2 separate regions of the Oryctolagus cuniculus genome follow, and region 1 is linked to region 2. Evidence: chromatin contacts called from public Hi-C data. All regions are on one chromosome and are shown on one strand. Each heading gives the region's core, a stretch centred on a gene start, on an enhancer-like site or on the middle of the called end of the contact. The rest is flanking DNA. Distances are from core to core; before and after follow the strand shown.

Evidence for each region. Hi-C and Micro-C count contacts between places; a contact is called where the count stands out from the background.
Region 1: a Hi-C map of an unstated tissue shows a contact between it and region 2, with 2.0 times the contacts expected there. The contact joins the promoter of RAP1B here to the enhancer-like site in region 2. A contact is called at or near these places in 2 of 6 Hi-C or Micro-C datasets (psoas muscle and an unstated tissue).

What each region holds. Positions count from the first base shown.
Region 1 is chr11:70,996,861-71,003,691 of mOryCun1.1, forward strand. RAP1B (RAP1B, member of RAS oncogene family) reads left to right here and starts at 3,274. Exons shown (of 8, transcript XM_017341970.3): 1 at 3,274-3,497.
Region 2 is chr11:70,747,251-70,754,187 of mOryCun1.1, forward strand. No RefSeq gene overlaps it. Among named protein-coding and RNA genes, the nearest start is that of MDM1, 43 kb to the left of the region's middle. Within about 2 kb of position 1,866, at least 4 of the 8 cell types and tissues checked have an H3K27ac peak or open chromatin away from gene starts, as enhancers often do.

The DNA of each region.
Region 1 (6,831 bases), core at 2,024-4,523, 250 kb after region 2:
GTATTGTCAGGGCTGGGCCATACCTGAGCCAGTTACCAGGAGCCAGAAACTCCATCAGGACCTCCCACAAGGGTGTTATGGACCCAAGCACTTGGGCCATCATCTGCTGCCTTCCCAGGGGCACTAGCAGGATGCTGGATCGGAAGCAGAGTAACCAGGCTCAAACCAGCTCTGATAGTAGGATGTAGGTATCCCAAGGATCACCTTAACCGCTGTGCCTCAGCCACATCCATTTTTAATGTACTGCCTATGGCTGCTTTTCTGCTACAAATGCAGAGTTCAACAGCTGAGTAGCTGCAACAGAGATCATCTGGCCTACAAAGCATAAAGTATTTACTTTCTGACCCTTGACAGAAAGAAATCTGAAAACCCTTGTTTTCATAGGAGGGTCTAACACCAGTGACAAAAGAAAAAAACCAATAAAGTATCAGGGGAATTCAAAACATGAGGCCACATTAGTGGAAAGAAGCTTTTTTTTTTTTTAGAGAAAATAGATGGATGTTGAATAACAAGGAAGGTTTTGGCAGAATGAAATGGGTTAGAGATGGGAGCAGGATAAAAAGTCCACTCTGACAAAGGTAGTTTAAGAAAAAACATTATTTATATGAAAGGCAGAGTTATACAGAGAGGAAGAAACAGATCAATCTTTCAACCACTGGTTCACTCCCCAAATGGCTGCCACAGCCAGGGCTGGGCCAGGCTGAAGCCAGGAGCTTCATCTGGGTCTCCCATGTGGATGACAGAGGTACAAACTTTTTTTTTTTTTGGCCATCTTCAGCTGCTTTTCCAGAACATTAGAATTGAGCTGGATTGAAAGTGGAGCAGGGGCCAGCACTGTGGCATAGTGTGTGGGGCTACAACCTGCAGTGCCGGCATCCCATATGGGTGCTGGTTCAAGTCCTGGCTGCTCCACTTCTGATCCAGCTCTCTGCTATGACCTAGGAAAGCAGTGGGAGATGGCCCAAGTGCTTGGACCCCTGTACCTTCATGGAAGACCCAGAAAAAGGTCCTGGCTCCTGGCTTCAGATCAGCTCAACTCTGGCTGTTGCAGGCTTCTGGGGAGTAAATCAGTGGATGGAAGATCTTTCTCTCTCTCTCTCTCTTAACTACAGAGAGAGAGAGAGAGAGAGAGGGGAAGGAAGGAAGGAAGGAAGGAAGGGAGGGAGGGAGGGAGGGAGGGAGGGAGGGAGGGAGGGAGGGAGTAGGTGGCAAGCAAGCACAGCCTAGACTCAAACTGACACCCATATGTGATACTGGCATTGCAGCTGGTGGCTTTACCCTCTACGCCACAACGCTGGACCCTGTAAAGCAGTTTTAAGTCAAAGGAAAAAGTGAGACACAGGATTTTAACTTTATTTTGGTAGAGCAGGGGGAGTAATCAAAGGCTCTTTGAGGAAGGGAGTGATGTTCTCTGTGTGCTTTATGATAATTCATCTGGCAACAATGTGAAGAATGGATCACACCAGGAACAGACCGGAGGCTACCAGGATGAAAAACTCCAGGAGCTGAGAAATTTGCCAACCTAAGCCAAGTGTTGTCTTAGTAGAAATGGCAAAGGAGAAACACAGTGAAAGAACTTGTTGAATTGCTATCTAATAGTTAAGTCATTGATGGGTTATTTCAGAAAATGCAGAGGGGCTTCAGGCTTGAAGGCTGGGTAACTGTAAAGGTGGTGATACAATTCACAAAGGAAAAGGAGGAGAAACTGGTTTGGTGACAAAGGAACTGGGTTCAGTTTGCACACATGATCTATGCAAGCTGCCAAGTGAACATCCTGGTGAAGATGGCAAGGAAATCCATAGAACAAGGGGCTCAGAAGCAAACGCAGCACTAAGAGGCGCGGATTCTGGTGCTCTCTGCAGACTGAGGATTATTTAATACAAATGCAATGATTTCCCATCTAATAGAGAATAAATGTATTTTTTATTAAATAAGCCATTTCACACATTCTCTCAAACTCTAAAAATCCTAGTTTCAATCTTCTTTCTGGAAAGAAATCAATTGCCCATAGGTCACAGTTACTGGGGGAAAAAAAAAAAGAAGGAAAAAAAACCCTATACAGTATGAGGGTACTTCAAAAAGTTCATGGAAAATGGATTAAAAGGTAAGCTTATTTTGGTGTAAAAAATCCTGTAATCCATGCATATGAGTACTCAGGTAACAGTGCTTTTTGTGAGCCCAAAGTTTCAGGCTTTCAGACTTTCAAATTTTCATGTAATAATTGATAAGGTAGAAAACTGAAATTTATTTTTAATTCATTCATTCAGAATTTATAGTAGTTCCAATAGATTGTTATGAAATGTGATCTGGAAACTGTCATTAAAAAGTTTCTAGGGAAACAGAAATTATCAAAATACATAACATACCCAATTAACCTCGATTGTAAAATAACCAAGAAAACACACATACAAAGGTTTTAGATAATTATAGTTCATTCTTCTCTATTCCTTTAACCATTAAGGTCAGCTTAGTTTTCACTTACTATATAGGATTAAAAGGAGTGAAAACAATCACACTTTTACTTTCCAAATTTTGTACCAAAGGTACTTGCGTTTCATCTTTTCTCTAACGACGGCAAATTCCCTTGTTAAGTTCCCGCCCTTTTTGAGATCAAAGCATTTTGGAATAGAAAATGTTTTCTGATGCCCTGAAGTTACATGAAAAAAACCTACCTTACAGGCAATCCTATAAAGTCACTGGGGTCACGCATTTGAATATGCAATTTATTGCATTCGCTTAATATCGCTGTGGGTGCAAGGTGCAAACCTATGTGGGGATGGTTGATCTGCCAGCTGCGCTTGGCATAAGCAATTTGGAAAGAGTTCATCCAGTGAACGAGACACTTCACAATTCCAGAGAAAGGCAAATTCCAGCAATGAAGAGGCTGTGCCCCGGACTAGGCTCCTCCGCCGGGGCTCAGTGACTTCCCAGCTATTTTGTCCAGCACAAAGGACCACGCCAACACCAAACGTTTGGAGGCCTGGGCGACTGATTTCTGGGTTACAATAAAAGACATCTTTGGGGTTCCGGAGGGTTCCTGATCCCCTGATCTGCACCGCAGCCCACTCAGAGGCCCACCCGTGATTCCACCCACCAGCCAGCCTGCGGAGGTCAGCGAGCAACACCGCGCAGCGCAGGCCGCGAGGGAGCCACGTGTGCCGGGCCGGAGCTCGCGCGGCGCCGGAGGCCGGCGCGAGGCCGACGGCGAGAACCCGGCGCGCGGCGGCCCCGCCCCCTGCGCCCTGGCCCCGCCCCGCGGCCCCGCCCCTTCCCGGGCCGCGCACCCGCGCGCCCCGCCCGCGGGCGGAAGCGAGAGCGAGGCTGAACGCCTGACGTCAAGGCGACACCGCCAAACCTCGCCCAGAGTCAGGCGTGTAAACCAGCCGGAGCGGCGGCGGCGGCGGCGGCAGCGGCAGTACCGCCGTGGCGCCGGGAGCAGTGACCCGGAGGGAGCGCAGGGCGACGCCGGCTGCGAGGACCCGGTGACAGCGTGAGAGGTTCGCAGAGTGCATGCGTGGCCGCCGAAGGCAGCGACGGCGGCGGCGCGGGGCGGGGGCCGGGCGCCGGCTGAGGGGAGCTGCTGGGGTGGGGTGCGGCGCGGGCCGGGCGGGGCGGTCAGGGGCCCCGGCGGTGGCGGCGGTGGCGCCGGCGGCCCCTCGGCGCGCGGCAGGTGGCGCGGGGGCCGCGAGCCCGGCCGGTGAGCGCGCTGCCTCCCAGGCCGGCGAGGACCAGCCGCAGCCACCGCCGCCGCGGGGGAACAGCGCGCTTTGCGGAAGGGGTCAAATGTCTGAAATATGGCGGAGGAAGTGAGAGCCCGAGGACCCCCCCCCCCGCCCGCTCCCTCCTGCCGGCGGCCGCCGCAGCCTCTCCCGCCGCCCGCCTTCCCCCGCCGGTTTCCCCGAAGGCTCGCTCCCCGCCCCGGAGCCCCCCTCGCTGGCCGCCTGGGCTCCCTCCCGGGTGTGGGTGGAAGTTAGAACGGAAACCAGAAAGTTGTCGTTTGCGAACACCCAGCTTCCCCCAGCCCCGAGCCGGGGCTGAGGAGCTTTCAGGGGAAACCACTCCCCGGCGCCCCGCGGGCTCGAGCCTGACAGGGAAAAAGTTTGCCTGAAACGGGGCTGGCTCGCTCCATTTGTTGCGGGAAGTGGCAGGAGGAAGGCTGCGGAGGGAGCCCCACCTAGTCTGGCAGCAGCCACGGTGCAGAGAAAAACTGTTAAAGGGGCCTTTCCCTTCGTCAGCAAGAGGAAATCTCTCTCGTAGCGAGGGGGAGGAAATCCAGGAAGTTTGTCGTCTGCTCTTTTTCGCCATCTCGGTGTGTCTGATCCTGAAACTGACCATCAGCGCCAGGGATTTTTATTGGAAATCTCCCCACCCAACCCCGCCCCGCCCCCGGTGAGCTGGGCCCCCCGGATTTTTTCTTCTGCGCGGAGTTGGGGGGGTGGGGGGGGATGCCTTTTGGAGAAAAGATCATCCTTGCGAGTTTGAGCAGATGGTTTGCTTCCCCTTCGCTGGTGTCCCTCCCACCCTCTTCAAGAGTTTAGACAAATATTTTGGCCCTGGAACTCCTGATTGGTATGAATAGAAGCAGTTCTGTACTACAGTAACGGGAAGTCACATTTTTATGGGTAGAAAGTTGACACCAAGTGAAGATGGAGATTTTAATGTTTTTAAATTCATTCAGTGAAATTGGATTTTTGTTTTGCTGGAAACATCGAATATATATGGAGTCATTATAATAAAAATTTCTAATTCGTAAGTTCATCTTTTAAGCCCTTTTTTTTTTTGGTAGAGTGCCATTTGGACTTGCTCACAGGACCTTATTTTAGCAAGAAGTAACTTATAGAAGAAGATGTTCATTTAACTTAAAGCCTTTATCATTCTTAAAAACTGACTCTTAAAATTCTTAAAATAGTATTAATTGAGTCATAATGGAGTCATGGGATTTTTTTTTAAGGGCCGGAAGGGATTATTTAGATCATTCAGTCCCACCCTGTCATGAGGAGGAAACTGAGGCCTACAGTAGATAAAATAATCAGTGGGTCTCCTAACTTTTAGGACAATAGGCTTTCCATAATAGACAGCCTGAAGGAAGAAATGCAGCACATCATCATCATTATTATTATTATTATTATTACTATTCCCATCATACCCCCAGAAGAGGGGTGCCTTAATCACACAGTGTGAGAGACCCACTTTGGTTTTTCATCACAAAATGTTAGAGAAGTAATACTCGAGAGATGCAGCAATTTTATTTAGAGTCCTGAAGCTTTCATATCTGTACTACATTAAGAGTTCATTTGCATTTTCTTGTTTGACATTCGTAGTAAATTGTAAAGCTGCCTTATCTAAGGAAGCCCCAAAGAAGATCGTTGGCACAGTTGTAGCCAGTTTGGTTTTAATGTGCTGGGTGTCAAAATACAGCCAAAGAGCCCAATACCAACCTGGTTTAATTTTAAAATGTGTGGGACACGAATGTGATTTCTGTCATTCTTCTCCCGCCTACTTCCAACCCCATGAAAGTCATCTCTCTGCCTTTCTGTGACACATATCACTTCCTATCTTCAGTTACCATTGTCTGTTTTTGTTATCCTACTAAATGGGAAACTCCGTGGAGATTGCATGTTCTTTTGTATGCCTCGAGCACTGGTGTGGTGCTGTGCACATAGACACTCAATGCCCTTAAACGTAAGCATCCTGAGGGTAGGGAAATTGCAGAATTAATGGTGATAAACACTCAAGAAGGATACTTGAAGAGAACAGTGTGATTCTGAAAAAGATGTTTCTACATTGTCTTCGAAATCTTTTAGTTGACAAGTTGATTTTCATTTTATACTCAACAACAATCTTCTAAATAGAATTCCAGTGATTTCTCTTAGCTACATAAAAGTAAAGCCCCATGGTAAAGAGCTGCCTTGTCAGGAAGGTATAGCAAGGCATAGTAAAGAATTTTTTTAAAAACTTGACCCATGTGTGTAAGGAATTTTCCTAGTGTATCTTGTAATTTAAGATTGGTGGAAGTGCTATGCAGAGATGGATAATGTGGTAATTTATTTGGATGCGAAGCTCGTGTTCACATTCCTTGCCTTTTGTTTAAGTATTTGTTAGATAGTGAGAATTGAAATCAATATATAAAATTGTAGCTCATAAAGAGATTTTGGCTGATTTTACAAAGGTCTCTTTGGCTGAAAGTGTAAATAAGCAACTTTATTATTGAATATCAAGGAGATTTACTGATTAGCGTGTATCAATTCTAATAAAATACTGTGTTCTTATGTATGGCTGTGTTGTCTTAAGATTTTATAGGGTTGTGCCTAAATATATGCCCTTTTTATTTTACTATTATTTGTGAAAGGACTCCATAAGCTTAAAGATTAGCCTGAACTTTTTACTGTTAGCCCTTTCAAATTGAATTTCTTTCAGAACTAGTTTAAAAATAGGCATTTTGGCTGATGGCAATGATTCATCGTAGCATTATACAGACTTTTTAAAAATTCAGCCATCTATAAATGGGAGACCAGTACCATGGCTTACCCTTGTGTTGAAAGCTAATGGTTTTCAGTGTTCATAGGAAAGGTACTAATTACTATTTGAGGACTTGGGTCTTTTAATTTATTAGTTCTTTGGAAAACTCATAAATGTAGTAGAAGCAGTAGCTACAAAGAATGGAATGAATTTATCCATTTGCAGTAAAAACTGACTTGCTATATATATATATAAACTATTGTACTTTATTTGAACCCACTTGAGCACTGGGTTGTAAGACCAAACCCTGTAGTCGTAGAAAACCCTGTAGTCAAAGAAAAATTATCAGGAGTTTTATGCTGCTTTTTAAAA
Region 2 (6,937 bases), core at 616-3,115:
CGGCAATGCGCTCCCCCCACTCCAAGCACAGCCGAAGAAAGCAATGGAGGAATCTGCCAGGGCCAAGGGAGCAGAAAGTTCCTGTGAAGCCACTTCTGCCTCCTGTTCACATCACAGGCATCACTACACGATTGCCGTCACTGCCAGCTGCACCTGGATGCAGCTTCACAATCCCTTTCAAGGCACGGGCAGCTCCTGTCATTCATGAGAAACCTTTCTCATCTGTCATTAGCATTCCCTCTGACAACTCCAAAGCTAATTGTGCTTCCTGTTAAGTGAGCAGAGGGCACTAAGCATTTTCAAATCACTTTTACATCTGAAGTCTCATCGATCGCCACAAAACCGCCTTCAAGCGGGCAACGCAGATATTTTTATCCCCTTTTTTAATAGAACTGAGGGCCACAGCAGCTAACGCCACACTGCAGAGCTCTGGCGTCCCAGTCACCACATCCCTGCCTGCACGCTTTTCTGTGAGAGAGGACGGTCGGAACCACAGGCCACAGCGGGGACCAGGGTGGGGACCGGGGCTGGTCCCAAACCTGGACAGAGATGGGCTGTAGGTAATGAGTAATTCATTACTATGAACAACTTTAAAAATAAATCGTGGAAAAACAGATGAAGGTCACCAATTTCACAACAAAAGCCGTCACCCCGCGCAGGGGCAGGGCCTCTGGACGCCAAACATGTTTGCTGGTTACCATAGCAACCGTGAGCCACCCTCCCCTCTCTCCCTTTGACCTATTCTGAAGTTGCTTTTTATTCGGGACTCCCAAGCCTGCCCAGAACAGATTGCTGAGATGGCTTTTGGATTTCTTCGCACTCTGCTGTTGCCTGCTCTGTGACGGTACACAGGTTGGATGCCCAGGAAAAACAGTGTCCACGAGACAGAGGACACAATCCCACAGCAAGCCCACTGCATGAAGCACTGAACAATCCATCGGAAACAGTGGGGGCCCTGTCCCAGGCAGGACACGGCTCGGACGTTCCGAGGCAGGAAATAAGTGGAGAAAACCTACATTCCCAAAGGACCGGCGTGGTCCTGGAAAACAGAAAAGATTCGCCAGGCTCGCTCTTCGGTGACGCGCAGGCCCGGGTGGGGAGGTCTGTCTGCAGTCAATCTCTTCTGCTTCCCACCCTCCCTCTCTCACCCCCACACACCCCAACCTCCCAGGAATTGTCCCACCTGTTCCCCTCCCTCCTAAAGCGTTCTCTGCCTCCCCCAGATTCTCAAAAGTTAGATCCTCTGTAGTCTTTTCCTACCTTTAAGCCTTGTTCCTTCCATTTTGGAATCAAATGTTACATCTTTTATGTGATAGGTGAGTGAAGGATATCTTTCTTATGTTTTTTTTTTTTTTTTGACAGGTAGAGTAGACAGTGAAAGAGAGACAGAGAAAGGTCTTCCTTTGCCATTGGTTCACCCTCCAATGGCCGCCGCGGCCGGCACACTGCGCTGGTCCAATGGCAGGAGCCAGGTGCTTATCCTGGTCTCCCATGGGGTGCAGGGCCCAAGCACCTGGGCCATCCTCCACTGCACTCCCAGGCCACAGCAGAGAGCTGGCCTGGAAGAGGGGCAACCGGGACAGAATCCGGTGCCCCAACCAGGACTAGAATCCAGTGTGCCGGCGCCACAGGCGAAGGATTAGCCTATTGAGCCACGGCACCGGCAGGATATCTTTGAATATTATGATCAGACTGACCCTGCTACAAACTTGCTGTACATGCTTAGGTGCAGGGTAGTGTGGGGGTAAGAGAAACAGAGCACTTGGATGAGGCCCACCTGCTTTAACCCATTATAACCCCCTCTGGGAGGGCACTGCCAGCGCCCGGGGCCCAGAGCTCTGTCTGGCTTTGCGGCAAGAAGGTCCTTACCTTCCCCCCAGCCACCGGCCCCACTGTCAAAGCAGGAGACGGGAAGCCCTTGGGTGGACTGGTTGACCATGATTATCAACAGCTCGCCCTGTTGCTCAAAGAAGGGTGGGCCGAGATCAGGACACAGCACCAGCCCTCATTACGTGCACAGACTGTCTAATTGCCTTTTTGGGGTGGTAATTGCAACAGAGTGCTCTGTGCTATTAGGATATTACCATAGCACTCTCAGGAAATACCATCGGTGCCAGCTACAGATGCTGGAGAAGTGAGATGAGAAAGCCCAAGTGTGGTTTAGCTGAAGAGAAGGCAGAGCACATCAGGAAATTGCCACAGGGTGTGCCTGACTGCCTGCAACCTCACAGTTTGGGGTCCTATTACATCTGTGCCAGACTAAGCCTGCTGGAAACGTGATGCCACTCCCACCACTGGGTCTGTGCAGGGCCATTGGCTCACCATCAAAACAAACACAGGGCAGCCCCAACTCTGGCAAGAGGGGAAAGGGTATCGGGAATGTACCTCCTGTCTCCTCTTCTCAATCGGCCGCCTCCCCGGCTGCACTTGGTTGTGCCCTGTGCTGCTCACAACACTTCCGGTTCCGTGGATCGCATGAACTCTCAAGTTTCCTAAGGCCCAACACTGGGCAAAGGGAAATGAGTCCCTCGGGGACAGACAATGACGTGGCCTGACTCGGGGGAGCTGACCACGACTGGGCCACCACGATGGCGTTCACTAGTGGAAGAGCAGCACAAACACAATGGAGGAGGAGGGGCAGGTTAGGAAGCAGGTGCGTGAGAAGGCAGGTGTGAGGAAGCCTTGGGCAGCTGCAGGGGTTGCGGAGGGTGGGCACAAGGCCGCAAGGCCCAGAGGCCATACGGAAGGTGTCCCGGAGGAAGGCCTTTGTGTGAGGAGGGCGAGGAATCAGAGGGCCTTTCCACCAGCTCTGCTCTCTGCGGGCCCCCTGCTCTTCTCACAGGGGACGTCCTCACACCAAGACTTCCCGCGGACTCTGAATAGGCCAATAGACCCCTCCCAGAAAACCTGGCCAGGCTGCAGGAAAGGCTGCCTCATCAGGCCCACAGGCAGAGTCGAAGGGAGAGCCCTGGCTAAGGAATACAAGGTGTTCCCCCAGAGGAGCCCGTGTGAGGGGACTCTGCTGTCCCCTCCCAGGAGGGGAGATTTCCCGTCACGGTCAGCCCTGCAGGCTGCGGATGGAACCCTAAGAAGCAGGATAGCGAGGGGAACGTGGTTCCGTGTTTGCTGCCTGGTAATTACACGGTCCTCCAACAATAGGCTGGGACGGAGCCTGGTCCTCCACACCCCGCAGGGAGAGCGTGGGCCCCAGGGTGAAGACGGGCCGTGCCCTGCAACTCCCCGTGAGAATTCCCCTCCCTCACCACCTCCACGCCCAAGTATTTGAGTCCTGCTGTGCCAAGGTGGGAGACTTTTCCCTGTGCCCTCACAAAGCAAAGATTGCTGTGGCTTCTCTCGGCCTTATGAATGAAACCCAAGCCTCTTCTGGGGCCTTCAAGGCCTGGCAAACCTCGCCTGGCCCTGCTGCCCCCTGGCTCAGCACACTCGGCCTCTCTGCGCCTCCTCCTGCTCTTCTTCCCCGCCTCAGCACCCCAGCACTGGCCGTTCCTCTCTTCACAAACCCCTTCCCATCCTCGGGCCCCCAGGTCACACAGCCTGCCAGGGCCTGCCGGTCCTCCCACAGTGGGCCGGGCACAGGCAAGACCAGCACAGCCCCTGCTCCGGTACTGCTTCTGTTCCAGCTAGGGGAGACAGACGCTAAACAAACCACCCAGGACGTATTATACAGCGTGGGGGAGGGGGGAGCATGGAGGAAAAAGGCCAGGAAGCAGAGACAGGAGGCAGAGAAGGCGCGGGGGTTGGCGCTCTCAGAGATCTTTCCCAGGGTTCTCTCTGTCAGCCTTCACCTATTTCCTTCACAGTGCCCCTTGCAGAGTATAATTTTCTCTCTCTTCTTTTAAAGTTTATTTATTTACCAACTTATTTGAAATACAGAGAGGTCGAGAGAGAGAGAGAGGGTGCTCCCATCCACTGGTTCACTCCTCAAATGCCCAAACTGGGCCAGGCTGAAGCCACGAGCCTGGAACCCAGTCTGGGTCTCTCCCACATGAGTGGCAGGGACCCGACTCAGCAAAGCTTGGCACTCGCCCCCAGGGACTCCTGTGTCCCAGCAGAGACTTAACTGCTACAACAAGCACCCACCCCCACTCAGCACGGAACTTTCTAAGGTTGCTGTTGCTCATCTGTCTGCCCCACAGACTTTCAAGTCCACGAAAGCAGGAAATACTGCGGCCTCATTTTCCATGTTCACAGCGCTTGCGCCAGGATGAGTTGGTACTTGACACGTTGGTTGAATAAATGGGTGACTAGAGGATAAAAGGAAGGAAAAAGCGGAAGGGGGAGGGGAAGGGAGAAGGGGGAGGAGAGGGCGGAGAGAAAGGGAAGGAAGGAAGTGGGGAAGAGGAGGAGCAGTGGGGAGGAACAGAAAGTACAGGCTGGGGAAGAGCAAACAAACCCAAGAGCCCAGAAGAAAGCACAGGGTGAGTGGAGAGCCGGTCTCCGTGGCTGTTGCCCTCCCCCTGCTCTTCTTCCCCGCGTGTGTGTGCACACGCATGTGTGTGTGCAGCGCGCATGTGTGTTTTACTGGAAGAGTAGAAAATGCCACTGGCAGTGACCCTGGGTCTACTTAGAGGGCTTGAAATAGAATAAACACAGCAACTTCAGAGCTCTCCCTGCCCTAAAAGGAGAACCAAAGTGATTGGACTAAACGCTCTATTCCAGGCTGGATGTCTGGCTCAGGAGAGCTGCTAGACCATGCGGACAAGGCTAGCAAAGGTCAATCCTGGATCCTTGGTGCTGCTGCATCAGAGAAGTTCACGGTGTTAGAAGGTTTTCAGCGGTTCAGGAGAAAGCGACCTTGTGAGTGAAGTGAGCACTGGCATAAGTTGCTGGTGGGTGATGGAATTTGACAGCTAACACCTTGGGAAGCAATTAGGCAACCCGTATTGTGAACTTTAAATGGCCAGAGCCCTTGAAATTTTACTTTGGATATTTTAAGGGAATAATTCAAACTATGAAAGAGCTTTCTACCCAAAGATATCCAGAGATATTTATGGCAAATTTAATAATTTGGAAGAAGCAAAACCATCTAAAATGCTTAATGTACAGCAATAGAAGATAAACCAGCCAGAGTACTTCCACTTGGTGGAATAGTATGCAGTCATTAAAAATGAAGTTTCACTAAAACTGGAAATACTTCATATAATGATAAGTTTAAAAAACAAGGTTGAGGGACCGGTGCCGTGGCTCGCTTGGCTAGTCCTCCGCCTGCAGCGCCAGCATCCCATATGGGTGCAGGGTTCTAGTCCTGGTTGCTCCTCATCCAGTCCAGCTCTCTGCTGTGGCCCGGGAGGGTGGTGGAGGATGGCCCAGGTGCTTGGGCCCTGCACCTGCATGAGAGACCAGGAGGAGGCACCTGGCTCTTGGTTTTGGATCGGTGTAGCTCCAGCTGTGGCGGCCATTTGGGGGTTGAATCAACGGAGGGAAGATCTTTTCTCTCTGTTTCTCTCTCTCTGTCTAACTATATCTGTCAAATAAATTTTAAAAAATAAAAATAAATAAATAAAAATAATAAAAAAACCACAAAGTTGAATCTTTATATGACATGACCTACAGCCTATGTCTGATTATATCTATGGAAAAATGGAAACTATAATGTGATTAAAGCAAAGGTTACACAGAAATATTTCTGAAATGTTTCTGAAATAATGGCTTAATCTAAGTTCACTTTGACTAATATCTTTTGAGCTCTGCGACATGAATTGGGCACTGGGCTAATGACAGAGGATATAGGATGCCGAGACAACTTCACAGAGAAAAACTGAAATACATGAGTTCAACAACACTTTAGCCCCAAAATAAACTTATCTCTTAATTCAATTTTCCTTGAAGTTTCTGAAGTCCGCTCATACTGTATGATGAGAAATCTACAGATTTTCAAAGGCACAGGAGAACCTCCAAACTCAGATTTGGTAGCAAGAGGAAGGCAGTTGGAGAGGCCATTTTGGGGAACATAGCATCTAAGTGCTGAATCAGAGGGAGAAAAAATGAAAAGACCATACCCACAGACAAGGAAACAGTAAAACAGGGAGAGAATAGGATCAGAAAAGCAGAGAGGGGTCCAAGCATAGTGAATTTGAGAAGGTGCAACTTGTTTGAAGAATTGAAGGAAATTCCATTTGGCGCGAGGGTCACAGCACAGGGTCTTGGAGGGATAGGAAGCTGAAGAGACAGTAGAGGGAACCCTGCAGAGCCCAGTGCACGGGGAAGGCGGCAGGAAGCCTTTGAAGTGTTCAAGATCCATCTTTTAGAAAGATCTCTCCTTGGCCTGAGAGTGGATGGCGGCAAGGCTGGTGGCAAGAGGGCTGCTTGGAAATGCATCTGATAATCCAGGACAAAGGGTAGATTTGTGTCTGAGTGCAGGGATTATAAGTGGTTTTCCCCCTTTTGTATTTTCTTAGCATTTGCAATCTTTATTTCTGAGCATATGTTATTTTCATAATGGGAAAAAAATAACGTTTTAAAGAAGATGAACTTTACAGTGTTCTGCACGAAAGTCCTCCGGAGCCTTTGAGACCGGTCTGCTAAGCCAGGGGCCTCCGTGTCTCTACCAAAATCCACACCCACGTGCTGGCCAACTGTGCCCCACGACCGCCCACAGTCTCTACATGGAGAAGATGGAATTTTCCATCGGCCAGGAACTCAAGGTCGATTTGGCAGAAATAATAGCAACTGAGAAAGGAGGGAGAAGGCTTCCACCAAAAGCCTACACTTCAAGTGTTCATTCATGCATTCACAGAGACTGAGCACCCACTATGTGCCAGGCACTGGGGCTGTAGAAGTGAACACAATGACCAGGTCCCAGTGGGGTGAGACAGACCATTGGCTAATAATCCAGCTAACTGTGCTTTCCATCTAATAAGGAAGACCTGTGTGCCATATGCAGTTGACCCACCAGAGTGGTTTAGGAAACTCTGAC